Linked DNA regions of Pan troglodytes: region 2 is linked to region 1. A link is a contact called in public capture Hi-C data. All regions are on one chromosome and are shown on one strand. Each heading gives the region's core, a stretch centred on a gene start, on an enhancer-like site or on the middle of the called end of the contact. The rest is flanking DNA. Distances are from core to core; before and after follow the strand shown. Region 1 has its middle 6.2 kb from the start of CSF2. Region 2 overlaps SLC22A4 (solute carrier family 22 member 4).

Region 1 (2,779 bases), core at 86-2,585:
GAAATGCATCCCCTGCTCCTGAGTCTCTGCTCTGAGCCTCATCTCTGGCTGGGAGGATCATCAGGCACCCAGAGGGGCCACTGCCTATGTGTGCCCTCTTGGGAAGAGCCATCGGGAGGTGCATTAAAAATCAAAAACAGGAGAAATCATGAGACCAGAAGCCTGTATAATTTCTGAAGTCCTGCAGGCATCCGTTCCTGCCCTCTATGTCTGGAGCTAGAGTCTGGGTCAAGATGCCGGGTGGAATTCCCAGGCCCTTGCCCGGCTCGCGCACCTGCATCCCCCTGGAACTGATGGGTCAGAATTGAGGTGGCAGATGTGGGCTTTCTGCTCTCAGCAGGACGAGTGGTTCTGGAATGAGCCTCCTCCGAGACTGTTCTGGATCCCTCACGGGTCCCTCAGACTTTCCCTGAGGCCCTGTTTGGGCAGGCACAGCTCGCTGCATGTCCTTGGCCTGTGGCCTGCCCCTTCTGAGCCCCGGCTGGCTCACCCCACAGGGCATGCAGCACTACTTTTGCAGGCTGTTGGGAGATGCACTGGATATCTGCACAGGAAGGTGTTTCTGTTTTGGTTTTCTGTTTTGGCTTGCTAGGTGTCTCCATCTAGCCTCAGTCTCGCTGTCCATCAAAGAGAGGGGAATGGTTACCAGGGTCCGGACCAGCCTCCCAGCCTTCTCATGCCCTGGAGGTGAGTGTAAATTTAGGTTTCCCTCATGGGAAGTGGGCCTGTGTAGACCCCTCCCCGGGGCCCTAAAGCCTCCCCACCCCAGCCCCAGGAGGCAAACGCCACCTGCATCCTGGTGCTCGAGCCTGACTGATGGCAAAGTGGCTGAACCATACAGATTTTCCAGAAAGAGCCAGCTTGGAACACCAGGACAGGGAACCATCCTCCTCAGTCTTTCCACTTGTCCTGGTGGGGAGGAGGTGGTCCAAGGCTGCCAGGGGCAGCTCTTGAGTCTGGCCATCAGCCTGGGAGAGCAGGGGAGTCATGTTGATCACAGACCCACTGCATGGGGGCATCCTCCCTGATTCAAGGCTCTCTGAATGGTAGTGGCGGCTGCCCAGTGTTTTTATTCCTTATGCTCAGGAGGGCCTCGGCCCAGCCCATGGGATCAGGACACAGAGCAGGTGCGCAGCTGGTGCTCACGAAGGGAGGCAGTGAAGGAGACCCCTGCTCTGCTGCTCGGCCTTTGCTCCGGCGCCTGCTGCCCTCCGTTGCCTCCCCGCAGCTGTCCTCCCTCCCTGACACCCTGACTTGGCCCCTGAGGGCACACACGCCATCCCCACAGCCTGCTGTCCTTGCTGCCCGCTGATCTCCAGCACAGCCCACTTTCCCTCCAGGAAAGGGCTGAGTCTCCAAGTGCAGGCACCAGGCAAGCCTCTGCCGAAGCAGGTCCCGGGAGCACCCTGGGTCAAGTGTTCATGAGTCTGAGCAGGAGGGAAGGAGGCCTCACACCAGAAGGATTCCATGGACCCCACAGGGCAGGGAGGGCTCATGGAAGGGAAAGGGAAGGGGTCACTCATGAGCCATGGCTGGAGGTGGAGTTGAGCTTGGGGTCTTTGGGGAGCCTGAGTGGGAGCTGGAGGAGGCCTTGACAACCAGCCATGGCAGGGGACAGCTGGGAGCCAGGGTCTGTCTCAGAAGTTCCTTAAGGCATGGGGACAGAGACAAAGAGGAGCACAGAGGACCACCTCCCTGGATCTAAGCCCCCAATGTGTGTGTTGGTTGTGGGGAGGGGGTGCCAGGTAGGAGGACAGGACAGATGGGCGTGTAGAGGCATTTACTGGGCAATATGAGAGTGGTCAGGTGAGAAGCGTGGAGCTGAGGCGCTAAGGCTGCGCTGCTCACTGTGGGCCTGGAACCAGGAGGTTGTAGGGCAGAAGTTAACACGGGAGGCTTGGATCCAGTCAAGGGGAGACCCCAGGCACATCCAGGGTCAGACTTAAAAGAATTCCTGGGCCTCAGTGGGCATTAGTGAACCACTGTTGCTTAAGGATTCGGAGGCTCTGGACTCAAATAACCTTCATTTTTCTGCCTCAGTCTCTGTCTGTGTAATGGGGATAATCACAGCCTGGGTGCCTGGGTCATTGTGGGGATTCTTCGAGTCCCTTCTCAGTCCAGGAGGGCAGCAGCAACTTTGCTGATCCACCTCATTGAGCTTGACCTGAGGCTTTCAAGGGGGAAAGTTGGGCCCCTAGCCCCCACCCCTGGTCCACACCACCTCTGCCTCCTCTCCCTCTCTCCCACCATGGGTCCCCCATCTTCCTGGGCCCAGGGATTCCCCTGTGCTGGACCAGCCCCTATTTCCTCCAGCACCTCTCTCCCTCTGCCCTTGCTCCTTCTTGTTGGTGTTAAACACACAGTGTCTGCCATGGCTCCGTCCTGTCCTTCCGCCTCCCTCCCCCCACCCCTCCTCAGGCCACGGTCGTCCAGTCTTACCGTCTCCACAGCGGCCAGTCTGGGCTGGGCTGGCCTGGGATCAGAGAAGGAGGAATGGGGAGAAGAGACTAGCTAAGACCCAGAGGTGCCTGGGGCCCAGGCTGGCTGGGCTCCAGGGGCAAAAGCAGTGACATAGGCATAGCCTTCACCTTGGACACTTGGCACCCAGCCACACTCTGGCCTCTCCCCTGCTTAGTCTCTCCTGTGCCTCCGCTTACCTTGTCTTCTCGACCTCCATGCCCTCCTCCCCCAGGGCATCTGCCTCCTTCCTTCCCTGTGCCTTTCCCACCCTTCTCTGCTGGATGAACTTCTCTCTCAGGCCCCTTCTGTGCCACCCATG
Region 2 (2,812 bases), core at 280-2,779, 240 kb before region 1:
AGCAATGTCTGTTGGTGACACTGAAGTTGGTTTAAGTATTATCTTCACATTCTGGTAGTGACCAGTGGATAGAATGGAGCACAGGTGTGAGCAGAACAGCCTTTCCCGCCCCATTTTCCAAACTCATGTCTCTGGCTGTTGGCTTGGGCTGGGAGGCTTTCCCCCGCACTGCCATTTAGTACCCCCACCTTCCTGCACTGGTCACCCAGCACATACAGGGGCCTGTGGAATACTGTCTCCCGGTGCTGTGATGCTGCCTTCTCAGGCCTGTAAGCTCTATGAGGCTCAGAGCCAGCGTCAGCTCTGTGGCCCCAGTGCCTAGCCCAGGGTCCAAGCCACAGCAGCAGTGTGTGCACAGTTGGGGCTCACTGTCTGGCTGCTGGCTGTTTGCAGACAGATCCTGTGCCATCCACCCCTACCCCTGAGGTGGTGGTGGAGCAGGGAGGGCAGTGGTGATGGCAGCGTCATGTTTTGTCAAGGAGTCTGTGGTATGAGGACCCCACTTTCCAGTGGGGTCAGTGGCCCCTCCCCACCACTGGCCAAAGCCCTGGGAGCATGAGGCTGGGAGAATGGAACAAAAGTGTGTCCAGGTGAAGGGGACTGAGGGCAGGGTGAATAGGAGACATTGGGGCTCCTCCTATCACTGAATCAGTGGCCTGAGGGTCCTCCCTTTCTCTGGGTAGAAATACCCTGAATTCAGTCCAGCCCCAAGATAGGCAGTGATTGACAAGGGGCACCATCCCACCTTCCTCCCCTCCCATGTGCTTACCTGTCTGACAGCTGCCCGGACACGAAGGAGCCGAGGAGCACGCCTACGAAGAACAGGGAGGTGGTGAGGGGCACCTTCCAGTTGTCCTCACACACCAGATTCCACTGCCAAGGAAGACAGCATGAAGCGTGAGCCCAACCCTGAGGCAGACCTCAATCCCAGCCCAGCTCTGAGGGAATATTAGCACGGCTGGCGGGCAGACTCTCCTCCCCTGGGCCAGGATATTGCCTTTGTACAAAGGGCATAGGCCTTGCAGGCCTGGGTTTGACTGGCCTGTGCCGGGACTGGGGAGAGTAACCTGGGGCAGGTCACTGCCCTCCCTGAAACTCAGGATCCTCTTTGGAAAGGGAGGGTGATGCTCCTACTCTGCTCGCATTACATAGCAAGAAGCCAGCCAAGGCCATGGCTGTGACTGGTGACCCCTCAGCTGTGAGGCAGTCCAAAGTAAAGGTGGCACTGCATCTTCAGAAGCCAGCCTAGTGCGGAGGGGAGGTGTTTGAAAAGCCCAAAGGGCAGGGCAGAGGGCATGGCCACTTGGTCCAGGCGTAAAATTTCTTTTCCCTTGTTGAAAAGTGCAAGTGGTTCCAGGAGCTATGTGACTTTATTTTCTGAGCAGGCCCCTCTGAGAAATCATGTGGTCCCTGGTCCACTCACGCCTAGGCCAAGCTTGTGGCCTGATTCGGGGCCCCATCGTTCTGGGGCCTACTTACTCCTCTCAGGGCTCCCTAGCTCCCCTCCTACATCCCTACACCCTCCTTCCCATCCAGTCTTTCCAGAAGTGTGGTCCCTCCCATTCCCTAGGGCCTGTGGGATGCTGCTGCCCTAACAAGTCCCTGCCAGTGCATCTACAAAATGAGTTTCAGCCAGAGTTTCAGTTTGACTTAAGTCAATTAAGCAACATCTCAAGGGAGGTGACAAAAATTTCAAAGTGTGTTTAGTGACCTTTCATTTATTAAAAACAAATAAACAAACAGATGCCAATGAGCACTTTGGGCTTGGGTTTTGGGGGCTGCTGTCTGTGGCGAGATGATCCAGTCTGGAGGAAAGACCCCTGCCTCCCACCCAGCCCTAGCTCCATCTTGGATGGGGCTGCTTTTACTGCATTTGCCAAACAATTCCTTCTGAATCCTCACAACTCCCTTGAAAGTGTGGTGGATTTAAGCACAAACTTGCATATTTATATCACACCTCATTCTGCAGCAGACAGAGGTGTTTATAAAGACACACACAAGAGAAAAATGTAAAACAAAAAGCTAAGGGAATTGGGGCAAATGGAAAATAAAGAGGAGGGAAGTTGCAAAAACCAAGCCTGGGGTAAGACTGACCCTAGACTATCCTGTCCACGGGCCTGCCTGCTTGCCAGACGGGGCTCCAAAACTGGCTCTGCGTATCCCAGCAGCTCAGCTCTCAGAAGGGTTACAGTATCCGAAGTAGTCCGCTTATTCGCAGAAGCACAGTTGTTCTGAATACTGAGATCCGAAAGAAGTGTCTCCTATGTACTTCTTCCACAAAGGAGCCACTCTGTGATGCTGAGGATAATGTCCTCAAGAATAGTCCTGACCTAGAGACAATAGCAAGATTCATGAGGCCACCTGTCACAGTGCTCACAATGCTGGCCACAGGCAACGCCCAACACAGCTCTGCAGAAGAAAAACAACTTGGGCCAGGAAGTTAGCGCTCTGCTGCTCAGGCACAATCCAAGGATAAATCTCAGACTGTACCCAGAGCAGGATTGCCTCACCTGGGGCTCTTGCATGGGCTTCAGGAGAAAGGGAAATGAATCCTCTAAAACTGTATGGCCAGATTAATGTGTTCTGCCAGTCCATAGACCGGAAGTGGTAAACAGGATGTGTGCCTGCATTCATGGCCATCTCCCTCCAAAAATAACTGTCCAAAGCTTCAGATAAAAGCTTGGGATCTGCTTCTGACTTAGAGAGATGAGCAATTGAGGCCCAAAGCCTCATGATGTGGTGTGACCTATTTTGCAGAAGATTAAACTGAGACTGTGAGAATGGGATTTGTCTGAAGTCATAGCAAGTAAAT

The links. Capture Hi-C pulls out chosen DNA fragments and counts their contacts.
Region 2: a contact with region 1 is called in a capture Hi-C map of stem cell-derived neural stem cells, with 6 times the contacts expected there. The contact joins two enhancer-like sites. A contact is called at or near these places in 4 of 7 Hi-C or Micro-C datasets (blood, induced pluripotent stem cells and stem cell-derived neural progenitor cells) and 1 of 1 other capture datasets (stem cell-derived neural stem cells).

What each region holds. Positions count from the first base shown.
Region 1 is chr4:129,830,222-129,833,000 of NHGRI_mPanTro3-v2.0_pri, reverse strand. No RefSeq gene overlaps it. Among named protein-coding and RNA genes, the nearest start is that of CSF2, 6.2 kb to the left of the region's middle. Within about 2 kb of position 1,335, at least 1 of the 24 cell types and tissues checked has an H3K27ac peak or open chromatin away from gene starts, as enhancers often do. A contact at or near this core is called in stem cell-derived neural stem cells, where this site is marked.
Region 2 is chr4:130,073,793-130,076,604 of NHGRI_mPanTro3-v2.0_pri, reverse strand. It overlaps SLC22A4 (solute carrier family 22 member 4), which reads right to left. Exons shown (of 10, transcript XM_001163062.6): 2 at 770-873. Among named protein-coding and RNA genes, the nearest start is that of SLC22A4, 17 kb to the right of the region's middle. Within about 2 kb of position 1,529, at least 3 of the 24 cell types and tissues checked have an H3K27ac peak or open chromatin away from gene starts, as enhancers often do. A contact at or near this core is called in stem cell-derived neural stem cells, where this site is marked.